Linked DNA regions of Sus scrofa: regions 2 and 3 are each linked to region 1. The links are chromatin contacts, called in public HiChIP or PLAC-seq maps. All regions are on one chromosome and are shown on one strand. Each heading gives the region's core, a stretch centred on a gene start, on an enhancer-like site or on the middle of the called end of the contact. The rest is flanking DNA. Distances are from core to core; before and after follow the strand shown. Region 1 holds the start of TOMM70 (mitochondrial import receptor subunit TOM70). Region 2 holds the start of TBC1D23 (TBC1 domain family member 23). Region 3 holds the start of TFG (protein TFG).

Region 1 (3,799 bases), core at 699-3,198:
TTAACCCACTGAGCGAGGCCAGGGATCGAACCCACAACCTCATGGTTCCTAGTTGGATTTGTTAAACACCGAGCCACGATGGGAACTCCCTCTTTTTGTATGTTAACGCTGTATCTTACTCTCCCATTAGAAGATTATATGGTGCTCTCAAGGTCTAGCACAATGCCTGATATATAGTATACACTAAACTAAGGTAGTTTGCTCCAACATCAAAACTTTCTTTAATCTGACTACTTAGTAGAAATATGTCTTCAATCTTAATAACGTGGCAATAACTTGCAAATATATACAACTGGGAGTTACTTGACCAAAGGTTTCTCTGAACTCTGATTTACTCTGTAACTGCATTGTACAATCCCAGACTCAGGTAAAATGCTCCACACCACCTCATCTCATTTAGTATTGTAAAATGCAGCTAGGCCAATTCCCCCACAGCTGTCAGATACCAAAAGGATTTAACAGTCAGTTCAACAAAACCATACAAAGCAGTTCATCAGACATCCCGATGCATGGTTTAACATCACAGAATCTTTTTCAGGCATGTAAATTTCCAGGTTAAAATTTTGAAATGAATTTAAGATGCTTCTACCCCAAAGATTTAAAAACTCATTCCCACAGATGAAATAAATGCTCCTGAACACCACTGTACTCTCATTACCCAACAGTCACTGTATTTACCCATCTTCCACCCTTCAAAAAAAGGGGAGTGGCTCTTTATTAAAAGGTTATTACTAAGTTCCAGGCCTTGGAAATCACCAAAACAGTTCATACCGTACTGTAGCAATAGTTAAGGGCATTTGACTTCCTCTACTAGTTAATTAAATACAATCATCACGTTTACAAACGTCTCCATACCCACAACGCTAGGGATAAATGCTGTGTCACTGAGAAGAAAAACAGGTATTTTTCCAAAACCAAAAGGAAACTGTCAACGAAGGACGCTAACCTGTGCCCTCGGGCTACTTCAATCTCAATAAAGGCAGCCAAATTGAGTTTCCCTAAACCCAAGTGCTGCCACTTGGCTGCCCCGGTCTGATGGGAAGCCCCCTGACCGGCACAACCCGCCAAGGAAAGGCTGCACCCGCCGGGCTCCACCTCCACAGCCCGGGGATGCTTCTCACCATTTCCAGGTGAGCACCGGGGCCTTCGGGGTGTCCGCTGCCCGGAGCCGGACTTGCCCTGCCCTCCGGGGTCTTCCGTTCACTGTTGCGCTTCAGGCCGCCGGCGTCGCCTCGGCCCCCGGTCTCCCGGCGCCGCCGCTGCCGGCTCCACAGGTACATGGCACCCGCGCCCAGCAGCAGGGGCGCTCCGACTGCCAGGGCGAGCTGCCATCGCGGCAGGCCCCCGGTGCCCGGGCCTGTAGTCGCACTGCCACCGCCCACTCCACTCCCGGAGCTGGGCACAGCCGCTGCGACCACCGCCGCCTCCACAGGTTTAGAGGCGGCCATGACGGGTGTCCTCCGCCACCGCCTCCCTGCTTGTCGCTGGCGCCACAGTCACCAGGCAGCGTGCGAACGTAAACCGGAGCGAGTCACGGAAGGAAAGCAGTGAGCGAGCGAGCACGCTAGGCAGCAAGAGCGGACGACAGAAAAGGGCCAGAGGTCACCGGAAGCCCAAGGCATGCCGGGCCAGAACTGGCGGTTCTTCTCTTCCCTTCTCAACCGAGAATGGGGGAGGAGAAGTGTAGAATAGTTCCGGGTCAAGGTGCTGGGCGTGAAGTGAACAACCCAGGCAGTTCTTTCTCTTTTCTTTCCTCTCGCTGCTGTTTGTGAGACTAACTTCTGCGGCCTTGTGACTTCGGTGGTATCCGACGCCGTCCCCTACGCCTTCAGTAACGAAGGGCAGAGGGCCCTATGCTCTAGGGAGGCTGGGGCGAGCCGCATATCTAGCGGTTTTACAGCGCTCACGCGAGTATAGGAAAAAGCTCGAAGCCGCTCTAAGAATGGGCGGGAGTGGCGAAGAGTTATGAAGGTTATTGGCTGTAAGGAATGGTGGGCGGGGCATAGGCCGAGCCACTCAGTTCATTGGTAGAATTTGGACCACACATTTTTCTTGTTACTGCCACGTTGGCGCTTCTCAGAGCCGGGAGGCCGTTGGCTCGGTTGTTCACGTGTCAGAGGAAACCAACGGATTGGAAGGACTTTTAAAGATGTATGAGGAAAGAGCCCAAAGCTGACGTTAGCCTGCTGTATCACTGATCTTAGCTCTACCATGGCCAGGTTTTAGTTTGGACTAATTTGAGGTCATTGGGGGCAACAACAGGTAGCAGAACTCAGACGGTAGAAACGGGCAAATCTAGTTGGCCCCAGTCAAAATGGCTTGAACGGGGTCCCTGCGACTTACATTCCACACCAATTGCGAAAGCCATGCCGTCTCTGCGTTGTTATGAGGTTCCCGAACTGAGTAGGTAGAAATGCGGAAAACCCAGAGTTCCCACCTTTCCTATATGTATTTGTGTCGTACCGGATTCCGCCTAACACCCCAGCCCACACCTCGCTCCCTGGAGCATACAGGCTCTCCCCAGCGCTGTGAAACGCCCGTTGTCATTCCTGTTTTGCACTAGATGTTTCAGTCCTCTTGCCACATTCCCAAGTTGAAATTTCAACTCAAGGCTTTCATGTATCTAAGAACTGTCAAATCGTTTCCACATGATCTGCACTAGACCTCTTAAAATACAGAAATTTCCCCTGCAAGGAATTGTTTAGAATTCACAGTATTTTCAAAAAGAAAAGAATTAATAGAAAATCAGAATTCCCAACTACGGCTTCTCATTTCACATATACTGTGCACACCTTACATTAAAAATTTACAAATGGGATTTCCTGTTGTAGCTCAGCAGGTTAAGAACCCGGACAAATATCCATAAGGATGCACGTTCTATCCCTGGCCTGGCTCAGTGGGTTAAGAATCCAGCATTGTGGAAAGTTACAGTGCAGGTCACAGATGTGCTCAGATCCAGAGTTGCTCGCTGTGCCTGTGGCATAGGTGGGCAGCTGCAGCTCCAATTAGACCCCTAGCCTGGGAACTTCCACATGCTCCGGTGCAGCCCCAAAAAGACAAAAAAAAAAAAAAAAAAAAAAAAAAAAAATTTACAAATGATCATTTTGTTTTGGGATACAACTGAGGATTTTCAACACCACAACAGCACTGCATAAAGATTGAAAGGAGATAATTTATTAAGTGGTACCAAAATAGACTGACTAAATTAGAATGGCCTAATTGGAAAGTTTCAGGATTATTGCTTTGCTCTTTTGCTTCCCCTGAGTTCCTATTAGTAAATTGCTTTCAGGCAATCGGGTTCCTTAGCAACAGGCGTTTTTAGAGGAGCTAAAAATAATAGCAATAGAATTATTTGATCAAATAGTGATTGTTCCAGGCAACAACTTCTCTTCCTTCCTGATTCCCATCCCCCAAAGGCAAGTCTCCTATCTCCTTAAAGAAATTTTTCCTTTGCTTTTTCAGAACAGTAGGATTTTTCTTTCCTGAAATTTAAGTTTTTCTACAGCCTCATAAGATTCAGAATGCTAGTAATTACAAACTATTGGTAGGAATTAAAACATTTAAAGTTTTTAAAGCAGGAGTTCCTGTCATGGCTCAGTGGTTAACGAATCCAATTAGGAACCATGAGGTTGCGGGTTTGATCCCTGGCCTTGCTCAGTGGGTTAAGGATCTGGCATTGCCATGAGCTGTGGTGTGGGTTGCAGGCTGGGATACCGTATTGCTCTGGTTCTGGCGTAGGCCGGCGGCTACAGCTCCGAATAGACCCCTAGCCTGGGAACCTCCATATGCCTTGGGTGCA
Region 2 (3,756 bases), core at 37-2,536, 150 kb before region 1:
TGGCTCATTCTCCCTTTAAAACCCCTAATCATCTCTGAACAAATCAGGATGGAGCTCAGTCCTTTCCCCTACTGTCAAACTGTTTTGCTGCTTTAACTAATGTCTGGCTGTGTTTATCCTTGAGAACTGCCCTTCCGATTTTTCTAATATATCATTCTGGTGCATTTCTAAAAAGCATATATGCATCTATTAATAAATACATTGTGCTGCCCTTTTTTTTTTTTTAAGGGCTGCACCCCAGGCATGTGGAAATTCCCAGGCTAGGAGCCAATCAGAGCTGTAGCCTCTGGCCTACACCACAGCCACAGCAACACCAGATCTGAGCCATGTCTACTACCTACACCACAGCTCATGGCAGCACCAGATCCTTAATCCACTGAGCAAGGCCAGGGATTGAACTCACTTCCTCATGGATACCAGTGGGGTTGGTTACCACTGAGCCACAGTAGGAACTCCCATGTTGCCTATTTTTAACACCCAATATGACACTGTACTTTATCTGCCCTTCTGCAGTCTGTTCTGTTCTTTTAACATCATATTTTCCAGATTATCTATATTGATACATGTGGCTCTATTTCAAGAGCATTGGGTCCAGGATTTGCAAAAGCATCTCCCTAGGTCCAACCTCCTGAACTCATGTCTACTGTTAGGCCCAGGGGTGGTCAAGAGGAAACAAAGAGCTGGTGCTTTGGTGGTGATGGTGTGGACTGAGCTTGGATGTGGAGGCCGTGGTGTCCTCTCATTTGGAGTGAAGGGGGAAGTGGCGCGGGAAGAGAAGAAACGTGGCAGTGATCCCTGCCTGCAACTCCACAGAGTTCCGGAATTCTAAATTTGGACTTGATCTTCCATATTAGAAAGGTATGTTTACAAAGGTGGGCGGCTGGAGCAGATTTCCTTTACTGTTTAGCGCTTTTTTTTTTTTTTTTTTTTTAATACGACTTCTATTCAGACATCAAGTATGTGGTCACCATTTGTACGTGTGACCGTACCCCACAAAGAGGGGTGGTTGTGACTTTTCCTCACATCCCACTCTCTCCTCAAACACAACTGTTACTCTAGGAAATAGTTCATATATGACTCTCCTATCTCCACCGTCCCTGTGGACTTCTCACCTCGCCTCCTCTCCCCACTCTCTAGGCCTCTCAAATCTGACTTCAAGTAGGACGCCAAGACGGAACGAAGACGCTAACTGGACGCCAAGAAGCGACGCTCACAAGGCCTCCTACTGGGGCGCAGGCCCTCACCAAGCCCCGCCCACTGCGCACGGCCCAGGCCCTGCGGCATCCTGGGACACGTAGTCTTTGGCGGGGCAGCACCTCACCGAGTCTCCTCCTCCAAGCTGCCTTTCGCCCTCGGGACGTCGTGACGTTGAGTTCCTCCAGTCTTCCTTTCCCTCATCCAGAAGCTCAGTCCCAGACTTCCGAGGCCCTTTTGCGACATTGGGTTTCAGTCGGTCTCGGCGCCGGGTCCACTTTTCGGCAAAGTGACGTGGACGTCAATAGCAATGGCGGAAGGAGAAGAGGTCCCGCCACCGCCAACGTCGAGCGGCGACGGCTGGTGAGTGAAAGCCCTGGGCTGGTTCGCACTGCCCCTCTATTCTTCCTTGTCACCACCTTGCCGGTCCCCGAGGAACCAGCAGGCGCCGGTATGGAACGGGAAGACCAGTCCTGCGAGTCCGGCGCCCTGCCCCGCCCCCTCTGCCCGCCGGGTCCCCTCTGGCAGTCCTGTCGTGCCCAGGGGTCTCAGGCCGGACTCGTAGGGAGGGGAGTGTCGTCCAGGAGCTGGGCCTCACTTCAGCCTTCCATTTTCATCCACCGCTTTCCAAAACATGTTGGAGATATGTGGCTTCAGGGCTTGGTTTGGCCGTAGTTCCTGCCTCCGAAGAGTTACATTAGGCTGGTTAGGAGAGAAGTTTAGCGTATGGAGATCTGAGGCACCTGAATACTTGAAGAAAAGACCACTTGAAATTGCTAACCCGACCTTTGCCCGAGGGTTCAGAGGTTGAGAAATACACCTAGGGAGGATCCCTCATACATAATTGAGGTATTTTTTGTCCTAGTTTTTATTTCTCATTTTACGTTCCAGTAGTTTCTATCTTCTCTTTCACACAAGTTTTTTCCCTTCCTACCACTTTCCCTACAGCTCGATTTCAGAGCTTGGGTTGCGATGTAGGACATCGCTCTTGCTCCGCCCAGGCCTTTTCATGCTTACCCGATTTATACTGGGGGTTGTGATGAGGACCTCCAGCAATTTTTTTTTCTTTTTTTTTTTTTCTTTTTGCCATTTTTTGGGGCCGCTCCCGCGGCATATGGAGGTTCCCAGGCTAGGGGTTGAATCGGAGCTGTAGCCACCGGCCTACATCAGAGCCACAGCAACGTGGGATCCAAGCCACGTCTGCGACCTACACCACAGCTCATGGCAACGCCGGATCCTTAACCCACTGAGCAAGGCCAGGGATCGAACCCTCAACCTCATGGTTCCTAGTTGGATTTGTTAACCGCTGAGCCACGACGGGAACTCCGTCCAGCAATTTTTTGGTAGACTTTAGTCACAGAGTGTCGTTAATCTCTGGAAAAGTCTGCTACTTTTGAAATCTTCCCAAAACACTTTTAAAGCTAACGTCATTTTAAAAAAGCAAAACCTTTAGAAGCTTGTCGAGTTTTTACTTACTTAAAATGGATTTAAGTGTATTGACAGCATGTATTAGATAGTTTTAGATTTGCTTGCTTCTATTATACATATACAGCTCACTGGCACTCTCTCTGCCTAAAAATAATCCTGGACATTTGTAAAAGAAGTGTAAGTCATTGAGAGGGATAGATATTGTAATAATTGAGAAATTCACCTCTCATTTGGCAGATAGCAAGCATCGCCTTAGTACATGCACTCTCCAAGGTGGATGAAAACTTATAGTTAGGTATAGTTAGATATAGTTTATTTTCTAAGTTTGCTTATCTTGGAGTTAAGGAGCTGTAACAGATACACTTGCTAAGGAGGTAGAATTGTTTGGGTTCTTTGGAAATGTGAATGAAAATATTATGAGTGTTCAGGGAGACAGAAACCAAGTCGACTTGTAGTTCTTGGGGTAAACTTCATGAGGCAGACATGTTTGAATTAGGCCTTGAAAAAATGAGTAGGATTTAGGCCAGCACTTTTCAATAGAAGTGTAATGTGAGCCACATATGTAATTTAAAATTTTCTAGGAACTACATTAAAAACTAAAAAGAAACATTTCAACATAATCATTGTAATTATGTTCTAGATAAGTGCTTCTCATAATTTAAATGTGCATTGGGATTACCTGGAGATCTTGTTAAAATGAAGATTCGGATTCAGTAGATTTTCTTGGGACTGACTGACTAGCTCCTGGGTGATGACATTTCTGGTTCATGGACCCTACTCTAGTTATCAGGGTTCTAGATAATGTATGTCACAGAATGAATTGGTCAGAGAAATTTATCTCTCTATACTATATGTTATATTAAATCAACAAACACATTTATATATGTATTACATACTTATGCTGTAAAATTTGTTTGATTTCATGATTTATCATTGCTCTTTAGATAGTGAACTACCTTTCATGGGCAGTGGCTGTTAGCAGGTCGCTCAGTAAATGTTTATTGTCTGGATGTGTTCGTGAATGAATAGACTTCTGTAATATCCTGTGCAATAACATACCAAGTTGTCATTTCATATACATTCTCTTACTCCACTGTTTTTGTGAGTTGTGTAATTGTCTGCTGGTGTAATGGT
Region 3 (3,895 bases), core at 1,204-3,703, 250 kb after region 1:
TTTTTGCCATTTCTTGGGCCGCTCCCGCGGCATATGGAGGTTCCCAGGCTAGGGGTCCAATCGGAGCTGTAGCTGCAGGATCCGAGCCGCGTCTGCGACCTACACCACAGCTCATGGCAACGCCGGATCCTCAACCCACTGAGCAAGGGCAGGGATCGAACCCACAACCTCATGGTTCCTAGTCAGATTCGTTAACCACTGTGCCACGACAGGAACTCCTAAATACGTTATCTTGAGTGTAAACATTATGTCCCAGAAAACAACATAGCAATGATACTCTATATAATGTCTCTACCAAGTAAAACTAAACAACATATTCCACAGGCATACATATATATGTAAATTAAACTGTATAGAAGATTAAAACACCACCACCACCAACACCCCAAGGAAATGCTAAACAGAAAATCAGGAGAGAGGCACAAGGACCACAGGGGAGAGGAGCACACTGGGAGGTATTATTTATTGGTAATGTTCTAATCTTTGGGTTGGGTATTGAGTTCCAGCTGTTCATTATGCTCTTAAATTAAAATGTAATTGTTATAAAGGATCAGGAACAGGAAACATCGCTGAAGTTTTTGTGGACAATTTAGTATTTAGCTGAAATAAAAAAATGGGCAGGATATGGTTTTGGTTATAAAGGTGTTTATAACCTAAAGGGGGCAATATGACAAACTCAGATATCTGGTAATTTCATGCTTTTATATGACATATTACTAAACCCAAATAGCCTTGATTTCATGCTCAATCACAATATTGTAAGCCTACATCCAGCTGGATAACAAGAGGCAAAAATCTATCATAAAGTTTTTCATCGTGGGAAAAGAATCTGAGAGAGAATGGATGGTGTATCTTATAACTGAATTACTTTGTTGTATAGCAGAAATTATCACCACCTTATAAATCAATTATACTTCACTAAAACTTTAAAAAATAAAATTTAAAAAATTTCAAATTTATATTTCTGGAGACTCCTAGGGAACGCTTTAATGTTGCATAGATATCCTTGTCCCATGTCACCTGAGTCTCTGATCTGGCTTACAAACAGCACCTCAGCCTCTCATTTTCTAATTTCTTGCCCCAGGCAGCTCCTGCTTCTACTGTGATCTAAGGAATCATAACTACCTCACCTCTCAGTTTCCCTAATGGTGGCTGGAGGAGGTATTAACATTAAACAAGACTTCACTGATTGCTTGAGGATGAAGCACGAGGGAATTACAACATAAAGAACCTTAAACTGCTTTCAGGGTTCCAGAAGACCACTCTATGGGTGCTTTCTTCCCAGCTTCCAGCTGGCCTCAGTTTAACAGAGATCAGTTTATTTCTCCTCAATGGCAAGACTCTTGAGTGATTGCCCCTTTCCTCTGAACCTAGCAAGGGGAAATTTTTTCCCCTCGTTTCAGGCTAAGGTTCACTTTGACCCTGCTCCAGGTTCTGACCTCTCATTAGGAAGATTGTGGTATTCCTTACTTCTTTTGAGAGTTTTTTACCTATGTCCACATTTGTGTAGTTTTTTTTTTAATCCAACCTCAAGCCATTTCAAAGACCTCAGGACACTATTATTGGACAGCAGTTCATTTTCCCAAATTTGGATATTCAAGTCACAACAAGCACTGAAGGATAAAATCTGGAACTTTTTTCATTCTTTCTTCAGTCTTCCGCTTCTCAATCCCTGGAAGCAATTGCTCCATACAGCATTGGAAAATACCTTTCAGATGCAAAAGAATTTTAAACTCATATATTTCACTCTCAAACAGAACTTTTCAGACTTAAAGCTGCAAAAATGTCATATTTCTTAAACTACTAAAATAACAATAACTTCTCACCCTGAATTCACTTCATCTGGTGAACAGCTGGGGAAGCAAGTAAGTTCACATTGCTTTTTGCTTAGTCTTAGAAGGCAAAATTCCTTGCAACTTTTACAACAGCACTGACCCCGAAACTCAGATATCATCACCTATTCCGCCCCACCCCCGTCAGAGAGTGTCTTACATAAATTAGCATATGCGGTTAGAGCGAGGGAAGAGTATGTAGGGTACGCTCAAATAGTTTAGTTCCAAAAAGGCTTCTGGAATCTTTAATCAGCCATGATTTCCCAGCCTTTACCCTTTACACACTCATAACTCGTAAACGCTGTGTAACTCCTTGCTTACAAACTGATTCCATTCCCATTTCCAGCACAGGGCTTGGCGAAAGCGTAGGCGCCCAACAATGAATGAATGAGTTTGTAAAAGGAAGGCAGGAAAAGGGTTGGTTTTTTTGAGATAGGACTAGGAAAACTACAATGGCCACAAAACAAAAAAACACTCAGACTTGGACAAATGCCCACTTTCAATCCGCTCTCAAAAGGAGTACAGGACACCAAGTTACGCCCCGCCCACGGGCGAGCGAAGGAAAACGCTAGCGCTCTGGAAAACCGGAAGTGCCTGGTCACGCCCCGCGCATGCGCGCTTCCGTTGCGCTCTCACTTCCTACACTGGGTCATCCAGTGAGAAAGCAGACCCAGGGCCTTGCAGGCCTGGACGTGGTCAGTCCCAGGGGGCCCCCAGCCGTCGCGCATGCGTTCTGGGTTGGCTTGCTCGCTCTGAGGCGGAGCGAACGCACAGTTTTCTTCTTGTACCCGCCCCCTCTGCTTTCCCCACCTGCCACGTACTGGGCCCGAGGTCTCGCTAGGCTTGGTGGGTCTGTGCGATTGGCCGGGGCCAGCGCAAGCCTGCCAGCGAGGTGCGGCGGGCCGGAGGGCAACCGAGTGGGCCGTGACTGCAGCTTTCTCCCAGCGCCCCAGAGCCTGGCAGTGGCAGCCTCGCACGAGTTGAATCAGCGGAGACCTGCGGAGGGGTGGCGGCGGCCTCGGCAAACCGGTATGGCCGCTGGAGGCGGGGGCGCGGCCGACTTCTCGGGCTAGGCGGCCCGGGAGACTTAGAAACGCCGAGACGGCTTCTTTCTAACCGGCGGGTGCGGGGCAGGTGGGGTTGGAGGGGCGGTGGGAAGGGGCTGGAGCCAGGAAGAGGGAGGCCGGGCGGGGCCTCGCGTGGGGGAGGGGAGGCCACAGAGGGGGAGGGGAAGGGCAAGGGCTCTCGGCAGCAACTGAGGCAGCGAAGCGGGCCTCGGCGGGAGGGATTCTCCGGGGGGGTTGTTTGGGGCAGCAAGTGCTCTTGCACCCATTCTGCCCGGGTCCAAGGGGTCGGGCTGACCGAGGGGGAGGAGAGGGACTTTGGGAGGCCTGGCGCGGTCCAGCGCCTAACTTTCTAGGGGGCTTGTAAGGGTGAGAAGGTGGAGGATGGCACCTTCGGAAGTAAGTTGATTGGCTTACATAGGAGAAACCTTGTTCCTTGGCTATGTCAGTGTTTAATCAAGCGCCGTCTGGAGGCCCAACCTAGTTTGATAGTGGTGATGACAACTAACTTTTAAGAGTTTAGTTTTCAAGGCAGTATGAAAGTACTTTAGATGCATGGTCTCATTGAATCATCACAAAGATTCTTTCAAATTTAGATATTATTTCTGTTTTGCATATGGTGGAAATGAGGCTTGGTGAAGTATTTGCTTAAGGTCACATAGCTAGTAGTGGGAATCTTTATCATTTTACTACACTGCCTCGAGTCGGGCAGGATTTGAGGCTTCTTGAATTATTTGGAATACTCAAGGGTTGATTTTGCTTAGGATTTCTTAAAGGCAGTTGTTATCCTCTGGAGGTGCCTATGCAGGCTTCTCTGAATTTTTGCAAGGCCCTAACCACAAGGGGAGTGGAGCTGGAGGTTTGGCCATGAACCTAGATGCTGGTTCAAGAGGCAGGCAGGCTTTTTATGTGTGTCTTTGGATATGTCACTTTATTCTCCAGTTCTGAGAACAGTGTTTCTGTTGGAAGATTTCATAAGTTTGTGGCTGTGTCATTTCT

What was found. HiChIP or PLAC-seq counts read pairs in DNA pulled down with a chosen protein or histone mark.
Region 2: an H3K27ac HiChIP or PLAC-seq map of alveolar macrophages shows a contact between it and region 1. The contact joins the promoter of TBC1D23 here to the promoter of TOMM70 in region 1. A contact is called at or near these places in 2 of 47 Hi-C or Micro-C datasets (blood and liver) and 1 of 2 datasets of contacts at active chromatin or transcription factors (alveolar macrophages).
Region 3: a contact with region 1 is called in an H3K27ac HiChIP or PLAC-seq map of alveolar macrophages. The contact joins the promoter of TFG here to the promoter of TOMM70 in region 1. A contact is called at or near these places in 1 of 47 Hi-C or Micro-C datasets (heart right ventricle) and 1 of 2 datasets of contacts at active chromatin or transcription factors (alveolar macrophages).

The regions. Positions count from the first base shown.
Region 1 is chr13:158,575,175-158,578,973 of Sscrofa11.1, reverse strand. It overlaps TOMM70 (mitochondrial import receptor subunit TOM70), which reads right to left and starts at 1,948. Exons shown (of 12, transcript XM_021071309.1): 1 at 1,122-1,948. The coding sequence starts at 1,448.
Region 2 is chr13:158,726,815-158,730,570 of Sscrofa11.1, reverse strand. TBC1D23 (TBC1 domain family member 23) reads left to right here and starts at 1,286. Exons shown (of 19, transcript XM_021071307.1): 1 at 1,286-1,557. The coding sequence starts at 1,505.
Region 3 is chr13:158,325,460-158,329,354 of Sscrofa11.1, reverse strand. TFG (protein TFG) reads left to right here and starts at 2,453. Exons shown (of 8, transcript XM_021070561.1): 1 at 2,453-2,861.